Linked DNA regions of Anser cygnoides: region 2 is linked to region 1. A link is a contact called in public Hi-C data. All regions are on one chromosome and are shown on one strand. The core of a region is the stretch at or near the end of the contact, and the rest is flanking DNA. Distances in the headings are between cores, read along the strand shown. Region 1 overlaps PLCB1 (phospholipase C beta 1). Region 2 holds the start of HAO1 (hydroxyacid oxidase 1).

Evidence for each region. A called contact is a pair of places that touch in the nucleus more often than the background predicts.
Region 2: a Hi-C map of liver shows a contact between it and region 1, with 2.5 times the contacts expected there. The contact joins the promoter of HAO1 here to the enhancer-like site in region 1. A contact is called at or near these places in 2 of 7 Hi-C or Micro-C datasets (both in liver).

What each region holds. Positions count from the first base shown.
Region 1 is chr3:5,927,937-5,934,782 of Taihu_goose_T2T_genome, forward strand. All of the region lies in intron 4 of PLCB1 (phospholipase C beta 1), which reads right to left. All of the region lies in intron 1 of LOC125182440 (a long non-coding RNA gene), which reads right to left. Among named protein-coding and RNA genes, the nearest start is that of PLCB1, 100 kb to the right of the region's middle. Within about 2 kb of position 2,550, at least 1 of the 3 cell types and tissues checked has open chromatin away from gene starts, as enhancers often do. A contact at or near this core is called in liver, where this site is marked.
Region 2 is chr3:6,056,499-6,063,115 of Taihu_goose_T2T_genome, forward strand. HAO1 (hydroxyacid oxidase 1) reads left to right here and starts at 3,639. Exons shown (of 8, transcript XM_013182177.3): 1 at 3,639-5,841. The coding sequence starts at 5,705. All of the region lies in intron 4 of LOC106036652 (a long non-coding RNA gene), which reads right to left. TMX4 (thioredoxin related transmembrane protein 4) reads left to right here. Exons shown (of 8, transcript XM_066995384.1): 8 at 1-229.

The DNA of each region.
Region 1 (6,846 bases), core at 1,300-3,799:
TAACATTGTGCTTTAAGAACATTTAACAATTTATCTTTGCTACTGAATGATAACAGACTGCACAAATCAATTGCAGTCCCTCTGTTTCCTAAAACATAGCTGAGATTTCAAAGCCACAAAGGGACAATTAAACAGCCTACACTCACTAGAAAATAGCTATTTGTGCCTTTGAAGTTTTCTTCCTAAAGGAAATGGCCAGAATGAATGAAGTTAGAAAGGCTTCTGTACTAGCACGACTTCAAAATTTGTGTGTTGAGCTTGCTCTCTCAACCTAAGGATGCTCACTCCCTCCAGTTTACTGAACTAAAATACATCAAAGTCAGTAACATTCCCCTCTCACATGGAAAGTTCTCCCACAAAACAGACATGGTGTGTCTCAAAATTACTACATAAAACTAAGCATCAGAAACCAGGTAATTATCTTATTTATCAAACAACCACAGGACGGATTTATTTTTTTTGACTTCAAAACTACAGGCAGTAAGATCAAGAGAATTAGAAGAAACCTATCAAATGTCAAACATTAACTGCCAAGATATCAAAGTTGGAAAATTAAGATGTGTTCAAGTACAAACTCGTTAAAAATAAATATTTCTGATGACCCTATTAATACCTTTAGGGGAAGAAATAAGAGAAATGAAGTGCAATCTGTAAGCAATCTGAGTAATCCTGAGCATGATGGCAACAGAATCTTATAAAAATATGAAAATATGCATCATTATGAACCAGCTGTAAATTAATGGGTCATAAAATAGCTTTTGCTTGTTTCATGAGATAAGAGTCGCTTGTGAGGAATAAAGTCTGATTACCTATCTCTGCTTCTTAACCTACGAGTATATATGAACTATTGTCAGTACAGACACTTGGCTTTCTTATATAATTAGGACGTAGGAAGTCTATTACTAGGACAACTACGTAAATATTAAATTAGGACATTTATTCTTCTCAGTTAATACAGTTAAGTCACCAAAATAAATCCTTTTACATCAACAAATTAGCATTAATCAAACTTGCAGTAAATTAAAGCTACCGCATAGACATGTCGCTCTCACAGAGGTATTACTTTAACTCTGAAAGTCAAAAGCAAATAAATATTTTTAAAGACCATTAAATATTATAATTCTTATTTCAAGATGCCTGTTCAAGGAGAATTCCCATGGGAAGCTTGTCAACACAGAAAAAAAGATAACTCAAACACCAGCGCGTAAAGAACACATGTATTCCTTTGCTCTTCCTAGCTCAACACCCTGGTATTAAAATACAGCGCCTACACTGCACGCTGTCATGTGCTCCTTCCTCTCATCACCACCGTCAGGATTTCCAACCAGTGGACTTACTGCAACAAATAACCAGTGTCTAAGGAGCTGACTTAGCCACTTCGAATTATCAATTGTAAGAACTTTAAAAGAAAGAAACTGCTTATGCATATTCGTGAGACAAACTGGGTTGAAGCAGACAGCATCACCGTGGGTAGGTGCTCTCAGTACAGGAGAAATTGCTGTAACGAGGGCAGGGGGATCAGAGAGACAGCTCGCAGCACCTCTTCCCAGTCACCAGGTCAGGCACTTGTTTCTGCAGAAGGGGTTAGCCCAGGCCCTCCGAACACCACAGATTTTGGGATACTGACAAAGAGCTCCAGGGCATTTAGCTCTCCAGCTCTGCACAATAAATTGGCAGATGCTACAGGCGCTACCTTTGTTCTAAGGGATGTTTTGTCACATAGCCAAGACTTCATCCACTATCTGTTCATTTTTCATGAATAAATAGATAGTGTTTTGTGGCTTGATAAAAACAATTTCTAGATCTCATCCTGTCTTTACTTCCAAAAGAAAATATCCTCAGTAAAAGGAGAGCTTCGTGTATTTGTTCAGCTAACTGTGCGGCACATGGAGGAACTCCCCAGTATGTCAGTGAAGTCCCATTTTAGCACGGAATCACTCGGCTGAGCTGGATGCAGGAGATAAGCACAGCATAACATTCACAGTTAAAACCAAAGGCTTTGGTAAGGTGAGGAATGGGAACATTATCTAATATTTTATATTATACACCAGAATCCCTACCTCAATATATCGTTATAAGCTGCAAGTGAATCCAGCGCTGAAAAGAAGTTCCAGTCCAAAAAGCACGGAAACCCTACAAAAACTTACTTATGTGCTTCCAGCAGAACTAACAGCCTCCCACTGTCAGCAAGCACTTCCTCTCTCTCCGGGTTGGACACAGTGAAACAAAGCAAAAACAAAGCATTTAAAATAGCTCAGACCCAGCTCTTCTGTCTGCATCCCCACAGAAAGGAGGAGGAACCCTGAGGCAACCCACAGAACTGCTCCAGCTTCGCTCTGCAGCCGCTGGGAGCCAACAATGGCACCCTGCCCTCCCACGTAAGCACTGGTAAATAAAATGCGTGTAGGCTCCAAGTGAAACACCATATTGTTCGCCTCTTAACAAGTGTCTTGTGTTACAGGACACCGAACAACTGGTGCATTCACGCTTGCTACCAGCACAACACGAGCCATCTGCGTGCTGCAGACCCGCGGAGGTTGCTGTGCCTGGATTCGCTTCCAAGGTGAGCAAGGTTTCTGTGAAGGGCCTCCACTTCAGCTCCGTCCTGCAGAATTGGGGCCGCAGCTCAGAAATGCTGCCTGGGGAACGCACTCGATCCCGGTGCGGTTGGCATTGCAGCAGGCAGAGTAGCCTGAACTGACGAGAAACTTTTCCTTTTTGAACCACACTATTTCCAGTCAAGCACTCGCAACTATTTAAAGATCCAACCAGCTGGGCCCCGTCTATATGCGATTAAACTCCTGTCTGTGTGAAACCAAAGGTCACCAAGCTGGACTGCTCTGTGGCAGGGAGGGGAGAGTGCGCTGCCAGCGGGGCGCTCCCGGGGGAACCTGCAGCTCCGCGTTTCGTGCCACGGGATACCTCCTGCTTCCATCAATTCTGGCCGTACGATGCAAAACACATCTACCTTAATAAGTTTCTCGTGGAGAACAGAAGGCGACTGGGTAAATACCTCAGCTGGAGCAAAGTACTGGATTACTTGTCGCTCAGCATGGCTGTGCAATTTTAAAGGCAAGACCGGCTGCAGAATTTTACCTGTTGTTATAATTAGGCTTCGCCCATGACACAGCTTAATTGCATTTGGCTTTGTGTACACACTAGGATGAGATCTATATTTAATAAACTCTGTCATTACACTTTGGTCAGGAAATTGCTCACTGTAGACAGACTTATCATAACTATTTATGGTTTAACTTCAACAAACTCTACAGAATACAAAGAGCTATACCAAGAAAAACTAAACAAAACACGTTTATGCTGGTAAAGCAATGCTTCTATCAGGGCTTGCATCGCCACAGGGTGCTAAAAGCACCCCATGTTTATCTCCTACCTGCTGTTGCTGCGCGACCCAAATAATGAGTGCACACTCGGCCAGGGTACGGGGCAAGCCCTACCCCAAAGTGCTTACAAATTACAGCAAGAATTACAGAAGAAAATGAAAACATTACCTTTACTCTGCTCTTGGGGAGAAGGCCACGGATAAAGTGAATTGGTCAAGGTGACACTGAAGATCTCTAGCAGAAGTGAAAATAAAAACTACCTGTTCAGCTTGCTCAGGGATTCAGCCACCAGACCTAACTTCTCTGTACTGTCAGAGTGCAATTTTAAGAGCATACAATTTTAGCTCTATACATTTTATTTTAGGAGGAGTACTCTCGTATCAAGAGGAACGCCTGACATTCATTCACAGTGGAGCATAGGAGGACTTCAAAGAAGAGAAGATAAATTATCTCAATAAATGATGAATCACTTGCAAAACATCCCTCTCCAATTTTATTGGGAGACTCAACCTTCCTACAAGTCAAAATAATAGTATCATGCATGTTTATGCTCATGGCAATGTGTTTTACACCAGAATCTAATCTTGCCAACGGCACTGTCAACAACCTGGGGAAACAAACCAACATACTTTTCAAACACAACAAGCACCAACACACAGAAAGCTGAATGTGGAGATACTGGGGGGACTTGTATCAGCCTGGAAGAATCCCTGTTGTCAGATAGTCCATGTCATGAAACAACTTGCCATCTCCAAGAAACACAATAAAACGTTTAAAATCCCCTCCAACAATTCCAGAACAATTTTTTAAGCAAGCAAACAGAAAAATCTGATCGTATTGGTGGGTGAGAGTGGGATGAGCAGATGGGGTGATACAGGGAGGAGCCCCACCACGACCAGGAAGGGATGGTTCTCCTCTGAGAGATGACAAGAACTGTCAGCAGAGCAGCTGCCAGACAGGGCTGTGCTCGATCCAGTCTGGCTTGGCCACCAGAACATGCCAGAACGATGGGTAACCATCCTATTAAGAGAGCAAGGTCTTTTATAAGCCACAGCCAGCTGCAAGGGTGAGCTAAGTCAGGTGGAGATGCTAACACCGTGCACCCTGTCCCACCTGCCCAGTAAGTCTCACAGACAGCTCTGCAATTTCAGGGGCAATTTTATGCGACACAGCTTCTGACCCATCCCAGGATTTCAAGGCCACCGTGTTACCTATGGATAGGGCTGAGATTTCTGATGGCTGCAATTAGAAAATACTAACAGGCTGTAAATTCTCCTCTCAGGTCAGAGAGCAGTTGCTATAATTGCCTCCAGCCTGGGAGAATGCTGCGGCACACTGTAACCACCGGCTGGTCTCTGGGACAGTATCTCAGTATTGCAAGTAACTCCCCGCAGTTGTCCAGATTGCAGTATTTCCTTCAAATCAGCTCAGCCTAAACCCATCCGTAGGGGAAGATGTTGGAAAACATTGCTCGTTGAGACCTGAAAGATGGAGTGACCCAGGCGATGTCCTGGCAAGCAGAAGAGCACGCGCTCAGGTTCTGTCCATGAGCAAGATGATAAAACTTGCAGTTAAACACAGCACCCGAACAAAATCAGACAAACATGTGCTACCCCTCCTCTGACAACCATGTGCACGCTGCTTTGCTTTAAAGTGGTGCACTGCAGAACATGAGGATGCAAAACCAAAACCAAGCAAGGCCCAATCCCCTCAGCAGACTGACTCAAGCAGCTGTCAGAAACGGGTGGGATCAGGGTGTGCACAGCACGGCACGCATCTCCTTTGATTTTCCCCTGCCAACACAATGCCAGCTCCGCAAGAGCAGGGTGCCTTGGAGGCTTCGTTCACATACTTGGATCATTTTTATCTGCCAAGATATTCTCAAGCTATTTCTTTCTGGAGTGTCCCAAAAGGAATATATCAAACCATAAGGATTTTTCTTGAGGATTGAGGTCTACTTCAAAAATACCACTGAAGTCAATGCAAGTCTTTTAACTTTGTTAAGCACTAGCTTCAGCCTTTGGTAAAAACACGAAAAGAAATAAAACACTTGCACACAACTTCTCCAGCAAACCTGTGCCTGTCCTCTGCAACACATTCCTGGGACCTCACCACCGTGACACTTAAAAATCTTCTCGCCGTGGGTCACATAATTACCTGCCAACAGAAGGCATTTGTGAATGCGCTTATTAAGCGCATGCATTTCATCCTTTCAACTTTCTCTTGTTTCCTGGATGCCAAGACATCAGCTGATGCTTTATGAAATACACTGTGGAATCAAGAGGTAAAAGGATCCTTCCTGCACCCCCCTCACAGCTGCACCTGTGCTCCAAAGGGCACCGTTTTCAGGAGTGATCTCTGGCCAAGTAACTGATGTCCACATGGATCAGGGCTCAAACCCTCCTCAGCAGAGCAGCCGTGCCCACATTACCCAGGCAGCGGCCACAAACCCCCTGTGCCCCACGTGGAGCCCCTGGCACCTTGCAACATGTCAGGCAAGCTCCGTACCTCCTGGAGGGCACACAGGCCAGCATGGCACCCACTCACATCGCCGTGATATGCACCAAGACGGAGCGATGCCAGGCTGGGTCTGTGAGAGCAACGTGGTGGTTCCAGTGACCCGGAGTCACACACCTGCATTCCTCTCTTTCAGATAGTGCTGCTCAAAGAAAGAGTAAGCACCTGCCTAAAGCCTGCACATAGTTGTTTAAAATCTACAGATCGAGAAGGGAAATGGGTTACAGCTGCTTTACTGCAACCACCCTCTGGGCACTGTCACTCAAACCACTAATACACACCAACGATACCATCTCACCTGCCACAGAAACCTAGGTCAACCTCAAATACTAGTGTCTATTTTTATTTCCAAATGCTGTAATAGTCAATGCGCGTAATGATGAAACAAACTATTAAAACAAACTACTCGGAAACATTTTCTTAGAGCTTCGTTAACTCAGTATTAAACCAAATTGGGGTGTACCAAGCATATCTACAGGGTAGAAATTACATTTGCATTTTAGTGACACTAACATTACATAGTTGGGCCGCAGACTGCCACCTCTACCTAGAATAAGACTGTCGCTGAAGTTGATGGAAGTTCTTAGATGAGGTCTCTGGATCTCAGGGCATGACTTCACAGGGATGCTCAGAGAAGTCAACTGGCAGTTTAACGTATGACCTAAAGAAGATTAGTTAAACTCTATGTGCATGCTTTCCTTCAAAATTAAAGTGACTTTAATATGATTTTGTTACTTAAGTTTGGAAGTGAAGTAAACTAAATCGAATTAGTCCACTTTAATGCTGAAGAAAAGCATCCACGCAGAGTTTTGATGCAGTACGACAAGCTGCTTAAAAAATTAACTCGATTTAGTTTTCCCATGTGTCTATTTGTTCAAAAACTCTTTAAGAAGGCTATAGTTTTAAAAAGTATTCATCCAATTAAATGAAATTCCGCTTTATCAAAATGACACAATTCTACTTGCTACTGTGAAGAAATCCCTAAATA
Region 2 (6,617 bases), core at 2,389-4,888, 130 kb after region 1:
AAGTTTGGATTACTTAATGTAAAGTTAGTATTTTCCATCATCACGGACCTAACAAGATCACTCTGTGCAGGGATTAAGTTGGCAGGCAGCAAGTGACAGTGGTGCATCTCTTCATAGATCTCTCGTGAATCTGGAAATGAGCAATAGTGGGCTTCTAGGGCTTTTCAACATAACATGTATGTTATTGCTCCTGTGTTTTTATGAATAAAATAGGAAATGTTAATGCTAACTTGGGTTTGACTGTATTTGACGTGTATTGCAGAATCTTATTACAAAGTTCACTAATAATTTAGTGAAAATTAAAAAAAAAATTAGAAAAGCAACTGCTCTGCAACCATTTATATCCAATTTGGCTTAACATCTGCAGTAAAAAAATACTGTAGCATGATATCAGAGATACTTTAATACTGTCTTGTAAACAGTAAGTAATAAGTAGCAGATACTCCAAAGGCTACACTTGGGCTTAACAGAAAGACCACTAGTTCCGCAGTCAGAGTGTAATGGTAGCGTACCTTTCAGAATCAGTTGTTTTCCACTGGAATACATTTTAATTGAATCATACAGGTACAGTACTGATTAGATGATTACAATTGATTTAAAATATACTAAATTTAGTATGTTTTTTTAAAAAAGTCAGTATCAACCTTTTGTGCAAACTGAGCATTTTGTCATCTGTCCTCTGTTGTGATTAATTTTTTAAATGGAAGTTATTCTTGCAATTCCAGTATAGACAAAATGTCCTTGGAGAAGCTGCTGTGAACACTGTTAAAAAATGTGTTGATTAAGGATAGAGCTGTTAAGTATAAGGCTGGTAAACCAGAGCTATATGTCAAAAATGACTTAAGATTTTTGAGAACCAATTTAAATTTCAAATGGGATATGTACTGCTTTGAAAAACAGTCCCTGATGGATCTGAATATGAATGCTTCAAGTCAAGTCACTCAAAAAATCCTGTGGGTTACTTTTTAAAGAGGCTAGAAATGCAGCTTTTCAAAACTGCTGTCCTCAAGGTTTGTATGAATCGTGTGTGCAAGTCTTGGAGTACTGTGTATGCTGCACGCATGCTGGGCAATGCTTGTTCTGTGGGCTTTCTTCATTGAAATGTTACACAGCATTGTCTTTTATATGAAAGTTTCTACTAGGGGTGTTTTTACTAAAATTCCATATAAATTTTGTATTTACGATCTTGCTGTAGTTCTCATTTTTTTCAGTGTATAGATGGCTCATCTGTTTAATTAACAACTTTAATACTGATCTTCTAATTAATAATGGCTTGTGACTTGCTTCTGAAGATTCTTCAAACTTTATGAAACAAACCTTTTATCAAGGTTTGAAATGAACAAAACAAACAAATGAAACAAACCTATTATCAAGCAGTTTCCTTTGTATACAAGTGGAAAAAATGTTTGGAAACACACCTAGATCTAGCCTTTGATGGTAATAACTGTGGACTGAGCAGTAAACTTTTGAAGGTATAAAATGCAGCTGGGCAAATGGAGACTGAGCAAAACAGTGCAACTGTGAACCCTTGATGGTTGTCACCTCTACATTGGGTTAGGTTTTTTGGCTAGTAATCTACTGTCTAAGCATGCAAACAGTGCTAGCACTCTCTGGGATTGGAGGACAGCTGTACACATCTCCCTACTTACCTGTGGCATCCCTCCACCTTATGTGGGGTCAGGAAGGTACAGACCTAAATCATACTTCTTCTGACAATTCTCAGGGAGCAGGTACTACTAAAGAAACAAGCCCTGGGGCTGGGTGTACTGGAGGGAGAAGTGGTGTTTTGTGACTACCAGGAAATATTGCTTCAGCATATTTGGGTGATGTGAACGACAGGATCCAGTACGCAGTTGGATACATCAGGTGAGTTTCCTGGGCTGCCTGTCTGCACAGAGCAGAACTGCTCTATAGGTGGGGTGATTTGCAATTCCCTCTTTCTTTTCCATTGCATTGATTTCCTGAGGTGTAAAGTCAGGAGGGTGGTGGTTGCTATGGAGCCAAAAATGATGCTGTGAACCTTCTTGTACATCTTCCCTGCATTGTTTTCCTCGTACCCAGTTATGTGGGTCCTCCTAGGATAACTGTTCCTCTGGTTGATGCTCCAGCCTCCCTGCACCCTGGCAGTCCCGAGACTTCCCAACTGACTTCCCAAAACAGATGTTCCTGGGGCCTTGTTAGGGCCACCTACTTGCTGTTCCTGGGTGAAAAAATTGTCTTCATTCATACAACGAAGCCATTGTCTTTGGCTCAGTCTCATGCTGAAGTCAGATGGCTGAAGAAAAATACTTTCTGTTGATTCTTCTGACTTGGAGGGGTCAAAATCGATTGGTTCAGCTCTGATTGACGAGATACTCACTGAAAACACTTCACTTTAGCGTTCACAATTATAAAGGTGTGTTTTCTGACTTTATTTGCAGAACTTCAGGAATGTCCATGGGGAATTTGGAAGTTAAAACACAGCCATTTACCTATGTAAAAAGTTACTTGATAAAACAGCTTTCCACAGCACTCTTGAGAAACACTTAAGTAATCTCTGAGACATTGAAATATTTTAATTATATACTGGAGTTAACTTTTCCAGTTAATCTTTACTTCAGTTAACTCAAGTGAGAAAATCCCAGTTGACTCATTCCTCACCTGTGGAGTTTTTGCTGCTTCACAGGAGATAACTGATGTTTCTCTGATCCTGCAGTAGGAACATAGTGACTCAGGCTAAAATTCTATGTAGTTCTTTTCCTCTCTCTGGCAAATAACATATGTAAGGACAAGTGTGTAATGATATTTCTTAGAACACTTCTTTTTGGCTTCTGATTGAATCACTTTCTGAGCTGGAAGTTGTATGTCTGTAATTTGCAGCCCTCTGTGGGTTTTTCATCCTGAACTTCTGATATCCCTTTTTTAACTTAAGTGCAAAGAGGTTCCTTTGCAGAGCCTGGTACAGCTGAGGTTCACTTATGTGATGCTGTTTTCCACTGGCAATTCACTAGTGACCAGCTCAGGAAACAACTGAGAAACAGCTGATATGGGAGAGGGTGTTACTGGTACACTTCTTTTTTCCCCTCTGCCGTAATCACATCTGGACATTTCACAGAATCACAGAATCGTCTAGGTTGGAAGAGACCTCCAAGATCATCTAGTCCAACCTCAAATTTCAATTGCACATTGACTTTTGCCAGTGAGATTTGTCTTGGTTACCTGGGCAAACTCCTTGCTGTTAAATAAGATGCTATCCTTTTTGCACCAAGGTTAAAGTTAAGACAGCTGATGTCTCGTTAAGCAGACAGGATGTCCCTCATCCAGAGAGGGAGCAGCCAGATAGATTCATTAAAATAAGGATCCAATTACTTGGAAAGAAGCTGTGTCAGAGCTGGTCTGTGTCGCTGTCAGATGTGCTGGGGAGACATTTGCTGTGCCCTCCTAGGGATTACACTCATGCTACCAGTAAGAGGATACGCAATTGTAGTGTAGCTACAGATTAAACTTTTTTGCTTAGTTTTGTTTCCTTTGTGCTGATACTGGCAGTTTCCTCCATGCCTCAGCTCATAAACTGGCCAGTGGTGGTAAGGGTTGTCTGGAGTAGAAGCAGCTCTAGCTCCTGGTGGGCTTTCGAGGGCTGTAACTTCCGAGGGCGTGTTGCCTGGGCTGCAAGAAGAAGTCACTGTGCTTTGGCATGTTTGGCATTTTCTTGGGGGATCTATAAAGGGTTGCATGTGAGCAATTTAGTGATGGGGAGGGGAGGAGAACTTTTAGTACGAGTGGCAAAAAATGACCGGTAAAGACAGGCTGGTATCACGTGAATATGATAAATGAACATAAATGGAGAGTGAAAGGTTAATGTGGGAAGTGCTATGAAGAGCTTAACTCTTTTTTTTTTAAGTGCATATAGATGTAAAAGTAGGGGGAAAGATCAGCAATGAAACAGTGTAGTTACCTTCAGCAATTTTGTGCAAATTTCCAACATGTTGCATTCATTAATGTTGAATTCAGTTGCACACATTAAAATGTTTAGCTATCACACAATGCTTACTTCCTCATGCTAAAAACAGCCATTTATCCTAGAGCATATGTGATGCAAACTGAATAAATGTAAGCAGATATATCCCCTGTTTTGTGCTGGGAGCACAGAGAAATGTCAATGTAAGCCAGTTTGCATTTAAATTATATGCAATTATAAATACCCGATGGTGTAATTGTATATTGATAATCATTTCCAGTAATTTCTCCCATGAATATTCTGACCAGCTATAAAAATGAACACCCTAAGGGGCCCCATATGTTTTAAGCTAAGATGCCCTCATCTGGGAAAGCAGCTATTTCTAGCTGCAAATCTCTTCAGTGCCATCATTCTCTTAAGATGATTTCTGAAACTGACCTTACAGTTGGCACCATCCTTCCTGCTCCAGTCCCTGAAATACTCCTCCACAGATGCTTGACAATCTCCTTTGAATCTTAAGCACTCCTCTCACTCTTTGCAGAATATTGTGTTCCTAGTTGTTATTTATAAACCAACAGCAAGGATGATGGCTGTGGTTTTAACAGAGGTATATCTATATTTAACTCGATTTCTTCATCAATGCTGAAGAATTTAGATAACGCCAAGTAACTTAACATCCCAAATTTTTGGAGGAAGTAAGGCACGTATGTACTTCTGTTGCATTGCATTTCTTCATGTTTGTTCATCACGAGATTCCTCACAAATAACTGACAGTAAGCAAACAACAGGTTCTCTGGTTTGCTTGCACTGTAGACAGAAACAGAGGTGTGTGCTGGGCTTTGGTGACCACAGTGCATGCTGCTTTGTTCCTGTGCTTGTTGCAAAGCTCTGCCATGTTTTATACTGTGCTTTAGAGAGTATTTCCAAAAAAGGGACCAATTTCTGTATTCTCCCCCAAACCTGTTTTTTTATTCTTAAAAACAATTGTTAATAATTCAAGTGTGCAGGAGGAAAACTGAGTTTTATATACACATGATATAACTGCAAGTTTTCCCTATCAAACAAATACTGTATACCTGTTCCAAACAAAGTATATATGTGGTATTTGTTAAATCCTAAATGAAAATTAAATCAAGAAATCTTAATGTTGTATTTTGGATGAGTATCATCTCTAGTAAGCTAATTTTATTTGAAGCTGGTGACTGCACATGACTTGATAACATTCTAAGAACAGAGCTCTCTGGGTTGTGGAGGTGGAATTACCCTAAAAAAACAGGAATTACTTGCCTGAGGGTATATTAAATGTCCTAGCTGGGTGACAGCTGGGTTTATGCAACTTGGCTCAAAATTTGGAGTTTTAATGGAAATAACTGGAAACATGCTTGTGTTAACTGTTGTTCTAAATGCCAGTCCAGGCTCAGACCTGCTTTTATAAATCAACTAAATCAGAATTTTGCTTTTTGAACATAAAAGGTATCTTTTTTTCAGTCTCCTGGATATTTTTGACGATAGTTATACACAAGAGATGGTACTTGCCTGTTACTGGAGTTTTGAGTCTTTTTCCATTATGTTCTAGGTTCACCTCACCACATGAAATAAAATGTGGTGCTGAAGTCCAATATGACACAAGAAGTTGGTGTATATTTTTTGTGCATAGATAAGCAAGTCAAATCTCGATGAGATCCCACATTAATGATTTACAGACAGAAATACAAAGTTTAAAAGATTGGAAAGTAGGAATAAAGTTATCCTGTGAGATCTGCAAACATGTCTGGAAAGCCAGTTTGTATTTCGGATTTTGAAGATTATGCTAAAAAATTTCTCCCCAAATCAGTGTATGATTATTACCGATCTGGAGCGGATGACCAGGAAACGTTAGCAGATAATGTGGCAGCATTTTCAAGGTAGGAGGATAATTTAAGGTTGTAGAGTGCGTAAGTTCTGTGTTATTAGTAGATGTGGTGCAATATTCTTTTTGTGTCAACAAAACTTGCTTTTTCTGAAACTTCTTTATTTTTAGCCAAATGACTCAAAATTCCTTCTCAGAACATCTGTCTCTCCCCTTTCTTTTCCTTTACCTAACATTTTCTATCAAAAAGCAGTACCAAAAATCCACTAGCATGATTTAACTTTACCCACGTTTCTTTTGTTTCAGGAAACAAACTTTCCAGGTGTAACGAATATTTCATAAGCTGATGAAAGTGTAGTTTCTACATTTTAAGCTATAATACAGGCAATGCATTTGTGTATTATTGTACTTTTTAGGTCCCGAGTCAGTTTCAACACAACTGTACCTCCTAAACTGAGTTACTTTTGTGGCCTTCCCTGGTAAGTCTGTGCAACACTGCTAAATTGCAGCTGCCTATCCTAGCATATCCTAGCCGTGTGCTCTGGAGCAAGCTCTGAAAGCCAGTGCTCAGTACTATGTGGCTGTTGTGTGACTGACTGTTCAGGAGATTTCCAACAAAAGGTCAGCACTTCACCATGAAATATTGTAAATGATAGGTATTATTGTAAACCAGTTTTGACTTGCAGACCATAGCTCTGGGCTCCTGTCATCAGTACCTCAAATCACTCAACCCTTTGTCCCAGAAGTGCAAGGTCAGCACAGAGTAAAGCAACATTTCCTGTCAGATTCAGTGGAGGAGTGTCAAAACTCATGTCAAATCACTTTGTGTTA